2 separate regions of the Mus musculus genome follow, and region 2 is linked to region 1. A link is a contact called in public promoter capture Hi-C data. All regions are on one chromosome and are shown on one strand. The core of a region is the stretch at or near the end of the contact, and the rest is flanking DNA. Distances in the headings are between cores, read along the strand shown. Region 1 holds the start of Zfp334 (zinc finger protein 334). Region 2 holds the start of Eya2 (EYA transcriptional coactivator and phosphatase 2).

What was found. Promoter capture Hi-C pulls out the DNA fragments that hold promoters and counts their contacts.
Region 2: a contact with region 1 is called in a promoter capture Hi-C map of embryonic stem cells, with 4 times the contacts expected there. The contact joins the promoter of Eya2 here to the promoter of Zfp334 in region 1. A contact is called at or near these places in 2 of 39 promoter capture datasets (embryonic stem cells and stem cell-derived epiblast-like cells) and 2 of 115 datasets of contacts at active chromatin or transcription factors (bone marrow-derived macrophages and pancreatic cancer cells).

What each region holds. Positions count from the first base shown.
Region 1 is chr2:165,385,794-165,390,263 of GRCm38.p6, forward strand. It overlaps Zfp334 (zinc finger protein 334), which reads right to left and starts at 2,466. Exons shown (of 5, transcript NM_178411.3): 1 at 2,168-2,466; 2 at 1,133-1,195. The coding sequence starts at 1,147.
Region 2 is chr2:165,592,653-165,597,122 of GRCm38.p6, forward strand. It overlaps Eya2 (EYA transcriptional coactivator and phosphatase 2), which reads left to right and starts at 2,376. Exons shown (of 16, transcript NM_001271963.1): 1 at 2,376-2,612.

The DNA of each region.
Region 1 (4,470 bases), core at 1,216-3,715:
GCGGTGAGAGGGTTCCAGTTAAAACTCTAGATGACACAGAGGAAAGCAGAGAGAAGACTGGAATAAGCACACAATGTCGGTGGCAGAGGCAGGTGCAGTGGGTCTAAGAGAGGAAACAATTAGCGAGTTAGAGAGTGGTGTGAAAGCTAGACATGGTTAGAGGTACGGTCTGGGGAGAGACAGTCACACTGTAAGGGCAAGGGGTTTGGTGAAGCACGGAGTAGAAATACTAAGTCTGAAAATAAGCGAATGATCACTGATTTTGGTCACAACACGGGTCGTGGACATGGAGTGAGTTGACATTAGAGAAGCAAGTGAAATAGTTTTATCACAGGATCTAAAGTCAAAGTGTGCCCCGAGCTGCCTGTTTTAAAAGCAGAGCTGAAATACTCAGTAGGCAGAAGGAGAATTATCAGCGTGAGCCTGTCTCCTCTTTACAGTCACACACACACACACTTTCTAAAAAGGCACCAGAGATAAAAAGGAGCAGCAACAGGCACCATTTGAGGCACACGTAACCCACTGAGTGCAGGTTTTATCATTACACTATGGAGAACGATCAGAGGGCTGTCTACACCTCTGAAAATAGATTAGACATCTGTAACTATGAGGCCTTGCCAAGCTGTAAGTCAAGGGAATCTACAGCTGCTGTTGGCAAAGGTGATTTCGCATCATCTGCTCATAGATTCTCTAAGAACATGTTTATAAATAAATGATGAAAAACCATGGTAACAGCCTACTTCCTACTACTTGGGTCTTTGTCATACAACCTAAACAAGCCTACCGGGGTGAATAATTTCTGTTTATTATTTATCCGTTTGTTTATTGTTTTTTTCAAGACAGGGTTCTTTGTGTAGCCCTGGCTGTCCTGGAACTCTCTATGCAGACCAGGCTGGCTTCTCACTCAGAGATCCATCTGCCTCTGCCTCCCAAGCGCTGGGATTAAAGGCGTGCTCCAGCACATCTGGCAATGCCTTCTGTTTATTGGGGTTCACTTCTCTGGTACTGATCTGCTTCCCTTACTTTCCCTGGCGCTGCCTTTTTATACACGTCTACCACATCCAGATGTACTCGCTGCGGGTCTATGAACAGCCACTGCCAACGGTGGGACGTGAATCCCTCGGTGACTTACCTGGGTACTGTCCATTTCCAGGCGTTCTCAAGAAAGGGCCAGGAACCACCGGTGATCCAAGGGCTGGGTGAGGAAGAACAGGGAATGTGATCAGCAGACTGGCTAGCAGCTCGACAGTGACTCACAGACATGCCCTGGAAGGAAAGGACCCTTCGACCTGCGTCATACAGAAAGCGTCTGCGGAGGGAAGGCCCAGGGCAGTTTTGAATGGACTAATCAGAGCTTTTCTTACTGTGTGAAAGGAAACAAAGGTGTGAATTGAACTACTGTCTTATTCAGGTCTCCTTAAAAAACAAACAACACTTCAGAGTTCATATTAGATCATATCAATAAGCTCTAGTATATATGAAGCCTGAAAGAGCAGGCCAGCAACTCTGAGATTCTATCAATCAATCTATCTATCTATCTATCTACCCTCTAGTTTTTTGGGTATCAATTATCTATCTATCTATCTATCTACCTACCTACCATCTAGTTTTTTGGGTATCAATTACCTGTTTTCCTACTAATGCATTCAGCAGATGAAATCAGAAAACCAGACAGAGGGAGTGAGGGGTTTAAGATGCGTATCACTCTGCTCCCCTCCCCCAAGCTTAACTGCAGTTTCATGAGAGGGAGGCCTCTGCTTCAGTGTAGCAGAAGACAAAGCCCTGGCCTTCGAATCAACACACCAGATTTCAATTCTTGGTTCTGGCACTAGCAAACTACCTAAATGGTCAAAATAGCTGCCTTCCTCACTTGAGAAGAAGTTCGACTCTCATAAAAACCCTTTCCTGTAGATACTCTTGGGTCATTCTTCTATATAAAGGAAACCAGTAAACTCCAGGATGGTGATGGACGGGGTTTGAGCAACTCTGGCGAAACAGAATGGGGACTCTAATGAACGACACGCATTTGTTCGAAGTGATGCAGAGGCCTTTTTCTCAGCCATGGCTGGCATCCCTTCCCTCCCAAACGAAAGACCCGCCAATGAAATCAGACCTGCTCATTCCCTCAATCGCAGCTCAACCCTTAAGCAGCCCCCCGAAGCTTTACCGGGCCAAGGGCATCCGCAGGACTGCTGGGATCCGCTTTTTGCACGCACACACCTCTCTCCTTCCCAGGCTGCCCGCCCGGAGGCCTGCAGCCCCGGGGGCGCCCGCTAGCCTCGCCCGGCCCCTGGACACGCGCAAGCCTCCGCGGGCCCCAGGAAGGCGCTGGTTCTTCTGATCCTGCCCCGGAGTCGCCACCCGGAATTCCTCTGGCTCAGGGGAAACCTCGCTTCTTTTGTAGCTCCCAGAAGGCCCCAGGCAATTGTGGCGCACAGAGGCCCCTCGAGCCTCGCCTGGAAGAGCCCCACGAAACGGAAACGCATCCATAGAGCCTAGGAGACCGCGCATGCGCAGAGTCTCGGAGCGGCCATTCCCACGGTTCTCCAAAGGGTGCTGTAGTCTTTCCAGGACTACATTTCCCACAGGGAGTTGCGGCCCCCACCCAGCCGATAGCCTCTGAGGCGCTAGGGCTTTAATCACAGTAATTTACGAGTAAAAACCATGAGTACAAGAAGAAGTGTGAGAATAAAAAATTAGAGCTCTGTAAAGAAATTCCAACAGTGTATTAAGAAAAAAATAATAACCAAACAGTTGTAAGCAGAATAAAAATGTATCGACGACCTTCCCAAAATTACAGAAGAGACCCCCTAACAAAGAATCAAACCATCTCTAAATATCTTAAAAGAAAATAATCGCCATCCTGTTTATTACTGACTTTACTGACAGGTGCATACTCTCCTGCCAATTTTACAGAAGGAGAAGTCACAATAAGTAATGGCAAAATATTTTAACAGTATAATATTTTCAATTTTTATTTTATTTTATTTTATATGTATTGATATATTGCCTGCCTGCATGTATGTCTGTCCACTACTTGCGTGCTGTGCTTGGTACCCCGTGTCTAAGAAGGCCAGAAGATGGTATCATGTAGGTGCTGGGAATTGAACTCTGCTCCTCTGCTATAAATCACTGCGCCATCTTAACAATATATTTTAACATGACCAATTATATTTAATCCAAGTAATATAGAAACTGCTCTTCATCCATGAGGACAAATTGAATACGTGTATATATTTTGTTTTATTTATTTTTTTAAAATATTTATTTATTTATTTATACACTGTACACTATAGCTGTCTTCAGACACTCCTGAAAACGGCATCAGATTTCGTTACGGATGGTTGTGAGCCACCATGTGGTTGCTGGGATTTGAACTCAGGACCTTTGGAAGAGCGGTCGGCACTCTTAACCACTGAGCCATCTCACCAGCCCCCGTGTATATATTTTAAAAGAGGAAAGCTATGGAATATCTTAGTCACTGGAAGGCCAGACAGTTTCTGACACAGTTATCTGTTATGTTTAAATACCAAAAGGAACTTCGAGATGCAGAGGCTGAGAGATAGCTCTCAGTGAGCCAGACTTCCAGGGATTCAATGCTTGTATACTGTCTCCCACATCAAACGTGGCCATGATGTAATTTAAATAAAGGGGTCATAAGAAGGGACACTGCAGGCTTCAAAAAGCAAACCTGATATCCTGGCAGTCCGGTTTGTTTGCGGTGTTCCTAGAGTTTGTGTATGACTTTAGTTAACTAGTTACCAGAGATCAAGTGGAAACCAAAAGAAGCAGAGAGGCAATGTGGAGAAAAGGCAAATATTTCCCAGAAACCCAGCCATGCCTCCCCTTCCAGGGATCCTTGTCAAGACTTCAGATGCAGGGAGTGAGCCACCCTGAACATTGCATGCAGTTACATTCTTGGGTGGCCTCAGTTGCATATAGACTCACATAAAGCAGAGCCACAAAGTGCATACCTGTAAGCACACACAGAGCCACAAAGTCCGTACCAGTAGCCTCATAGCACGGAGGAAATAACCAGTTGCATCATTTTAAGCCACCAGATTTTGGGGGTAGTTTGTTATGGAGCAATAAATACATGGTGGGTCTGCAAGATGTTTCAGTAAATAAAGGCATTGCCAACAAACCAGATGACCTGCTGTGGGTCTCAGGGGTCCACATGGTCGAGAGAGAGGACCCAGATCTGCAAGCTCCATGTGTGTGCCGGGCCATTCTCAGGGGTATGTACCCGAACCCATGCCAAGTCAAAAGAAAACTGAAATGACTTTGGGGAAAGATAGATTTTAAAAGCAAATGTATGGGGGAAGGGAATGCAGTTGGCTTCTAGATATAATAAGTGAAAGAGTGGGCTCAATTATTAATAGTGCTTCTAGAAATAACTTCAATTTAGTATTTTTTTAAGTCAAGTAAGGAACAAGAAAATTAATATAGAAGATTTGAAAATGAATTAGA
Region 2 (4,470 bases), core at 1,126-3,625, 210 kb after region 1:
ACCAAGTCCAAATGTGTGTTCATGCTCGGTCCAGACGAAATCCCTTTTCTCCGGATGCTTTCAATCTGGGGTTGGTTAAATCTGAGAGTGTGAGACCTGCACTCAATCTGCTGATTCATGTGACACACCCTATTCCAGTCTATCCTCACCTAGCTGTAGTGTGTGTGCACATGTGCATGTGTGTGCCAGACATTCAATCACTCTTAACCTTATTTTTTAAGAGAGAGACATCTCCCACTGAACGAACCTAGAGCATATTGATTCTGCTAGGCTGCCTGGCCAGTGAGCCCCATGAATCCCCCTGTCTCTGCGTCCCCAGCTCTAGAATTACACGCGTGAGCTATTACACAGTGCCCAGCTATTTACATGGACACTGAGGATCCAAAGTCGGGCCCTAATGCTGGCACCATAGCACTTCACCAGCTGAGCGCTCGTCCCAGCCCTTCAGTCTGGGATTTTAAAACAAAAACCTTTAAAACAAAACATTTTTGTTTGTTTGTTTGTTTATAAGAAAAAAGTGAGGTTCAGGGGCCAGGTCAAAGCCTTGTTAGGGAATTCTGAGACTCTCAAGCAAGTGCACCGTTGTGCTTTCTAAGATGACCCCAGGGGGTAGGTAATATGTGGAACATGGCTGGGGGCAGCCACAGCCTCGGTGGGAAGTGCCTGGGTGGTGTGGGCTCTGAGCATTCACACAGTAATAATACATAATTATTAATAATACAATAATACAAGAGTCTCGCCGCTGAGCTCTGGATGAGAAAATCAAGTCCAAGAGCCGATGCTCACTCTGCTTCTAAAAGGCGAAAGAGTTATTGTGGTGTGGGGACATACCCAGATCCTCCTCACTGGGTGGGGACAGCCATGACAACGGTAGGTACTTGCTCTGGTATGGTGTCTGTGGTGGGAAGGAAACAGATAAGACGGGAGACAGAGCCAGCAATGCCAGAGCCTGACCCATCTACACTTGGGGACCCCTTTTAAAGAATTACACATACAGGTGATTATCTCTCTAAATCAAGGAAAGGGTTCACAACTGGTTCCGACTTGATTTGATTTTTTGTGTATGAGCATCCTGCTTGTACGTATGTCTGTGTACCATGTGCAGGCCTGGTTAGGATAGCTATTAGCTGCCATGTGAGTTCTGGGAACTTAACCAGGGTCTTCTGCAAGAGTAACAGGACCCTTAACTGTCGAGCTATCCCTCCAGCCCCTAGTTTTATTTTTATTGTCTGTATTTGGGGGGGGGGGGGGGAATTGTGCATGTGAGTGCAGTGCTTGCAGAGGCCAGCAGAGGGCATCAGATCTTCTAGAGCAGGAGCTTCTGGAACAAGTCAGAGTTCAGAGTCACCTAATCTATCCTGAGCACAGCTAGAGAAGCCAAAAGAAGCTGGCGTGTGTAAACTTGGAATAGATCTTTCACCTCTGGGGTCCAGCTGAGGCCCATTTCTAGTTTCCCACTAGGGACTCATAAGGGGCCCAGAGACTGACTGGTTTGGCTAAGGGACCCAAAGCCTGACTTGGAGACACCTGAAGTCCCAGTATCTGAGCAGCAGCAGTAGTAATCTGAAGCCAGCTGAGCCCCCATAAGGGAGGCACTGGGACTGGGGAATGGCATAGTCATTAAAGCACCATGCTAGCAGAAGGGCTTGAGTTCAGATCCCCAGTAGCTAAGTAAAATGCTAGGCGTGGCAGCAGGTGCCTATAATGCGTCGCCTAAGAGGCAGAGGCAGGAGGATCCCTGGAGCAAGCTTGCTGGCCAGCCCCTCCAGCTGAATCCTGAATCAAAAACCTCCATCTTCAAAAAGAAACCTTGCGTTGGGGGGTGGGGGGAGAGCTATTGACAAAAACAGTACTGCTGACCTCTGGCCTAATACATACACGCTCACCCTCACACTCACACTTTCCTGTAATTGAGGTGACACCTCCACAGAGACATCTTCCTGGACCGCTCTGCTGCCCGGCCACCCACAAGCCCTTCTTTCCCTCTCCTTGGTATTTACAACTTTCTTCAGCTGCCTTTTTCCCTGGATTCTTTGTTCGTGATTCCCACTCTCAACGTGGATGCAAAGTTCCAGGATGACAGAAAACGAGTTGGTCTTATTGTAGTGGAGCAGTTGACCAGGCACGGACAGTCGAGTGGATGGAGGATGGATGGATGAATGAATGAATGGATGGATGGATGGATGGATGGATGGATAGATAGATAGATAGATAGATAGATGATGGGTGGGTGGATGATGGGCGGATGAATGCATGTGTGCGGTCCCCGTCTGCGCTGCTGACTCTCTGGGGCCGCGCCTGGCCACGGTGAGGACGCTGCGGGGCCGGGAGGCGGCGTGGGCGTCGCCGCAGGGAGGAGGCCGGCGCGTCCCTCCTCCGGGAGCGCAGCGGCGGCAGCGAGAGCAGCGCGCACTGCAGGGCCGACTCCCCGCCCGGAGCCAGCGCCGCGCCCCGCGGCCCCCACGCACGGCGCGGCCCGGCGGGGGCGCAGGAGACCCGCGGCCGGGACAGGGGGCCGGTCCCCGGCACAGGAGGCTGCCGCAGCCCTGCGACATTCGCTCCGCGTGCCATCTCCCGGCCTGGCCCGCTCGGGACGACTCTGCACTGTGCGGGTGAGTACCGCGCTCGGGGACACCGGGTGGGACCGCGTCTCCCGGGGACCCCGTAGACACTAAAGGAGCGGAAACTCGGCCGCCGGCAGCAGATCCAGTCTTGAGATCCCTTTGGGTCTCAGGGCCTCAGTTTCCCCTTGTGTTCCAGGTGAGGGGGGGTGCGGGGCGCAGTGACTGAAGTTAGCAACTCCAGTGCGCCGGACAAGTGCAGGACGCGGCCGGGTCTCTGCGTTTGGTTTGTTGTTTGGCCTCGGAGGAGACTCAGGAGACTCGTGCTGAATCTCGGATTGTACCCAAAGGATCCAAGAGACAAGCTGATGTCCGAAGGCTGGGGTTGTGGGTGGCCGAGGAGCTGTGCAACTCGCTGGAACTTGGGGCCCGTGGCCCAGCCTCCCCCACGTCGATTTTCTTTTGAAAAGTCTTTACTATCCTGTAGCCCGCACTGGTCCAGCTCAGGGCGCTCACTCTGAAGCTGAAACTTAACACAACTTTTCATCAGGACGCTTAGACTGGGTTTCATAGTAAGGGGAGAGCGCGCGGACCTGAGTTACTATAGCCAGGCAGCTGTGGACTAGCCCTAGCTGCTTCATTGCATTTCAAACAGCTCTCACGCTCACGGAGTATTAGGGAAGCAGGACTGGGAGAGGTGTCCCATCGCTAAAGCCTCAAAGTGCTTTCTTTACTCCGCAGTTGAATGTGAGATTTTCTTGCAAGGCACATTGGGCCCCAAAACCATCCCAGGGCTCAGACTTGACAGCCCTCGCTCCTTGCCTGTGGAAAAAGCAAGGCAGAAACGCTATCGCCTATCCTCCCTCCCTCTTCCCGCCTCAGTCTGAAATGCTACATAACTTTTAACGACTTTAAGTATATATAATATATAACGCGATATTATATATAAATATGTCGTGCGAGGTACAGAAGCCACTCCTGGTGGGAAGGTTTAACGAAGTGAGAGAAAGTACTAGGATTTACAAACACCAGGGAAGCATTTGAATTATGTCTGAGTCGGGAACTCCCGCCCCAAGGAAACTATAACTGGGGACAGTGGTTGTATTTGAAGCCGATTCTATTAATTCCACAAGCCCTTGATGCTAGGATGAAAGAATTTTCTATGACCAGAGCATGGGTCAGCTTAAGAGAGACACCAGCCCTCGGAGATGTGTTAGACCCCAACATTCACAGCTGTCCGTGGGGACCAAGGCTGGGTCTTTTCAAAACAATCTTTGTCAAGGGTCATTGTGCCGTTTTACCCAAGGAATGCCCTCCCCTTCCCACTTCTCTGCAGCATCTGTAAGTCCCCCAAGCCTAATATTTCCCTGTCTTTAGACATCCTCAGACTGGGGAAAGTTAATGGGCTATTTATGTAAGAAATGATAATGTTTGGAATCTTGTTTGTGACTGAGCATAATAATGAGCTTGGATTTGAAACTTGAAAATCTGCAGTTGTGAAAAAAAAAAAAAACCAACAACAATGTATGAATAGATCTGAGAGAACCTGAGATGGTGCAAGTGTGTGTGGGAGTGTGTTTGTGTGTTTGTTTGTGTGAGTGTGTGTGTGTGTTTGTGTGTGTTAAACTACTTTTTAGGTTCCTATGCCCCTTTGTATCTTAGTTCACAACTCGATAAACTGTTTTATCTTCAAAGAATGTTATTTTCTTCCTGTGTCTTGGAGCGCTTGTGTACTGCTGCACCCAAGTATATAAAAATAACCCATAAACACATACATTGTTTTCCTAGTATCAGATAACTAAACAATATGAAGTAAAAATTAAAAGATATGTGCCCTGATTGTTTTTTAATATTACTTTGAAAAGTGCTTGTTTTTAAACGACCTACGTTCTAGCATCTTTTCGTGCCT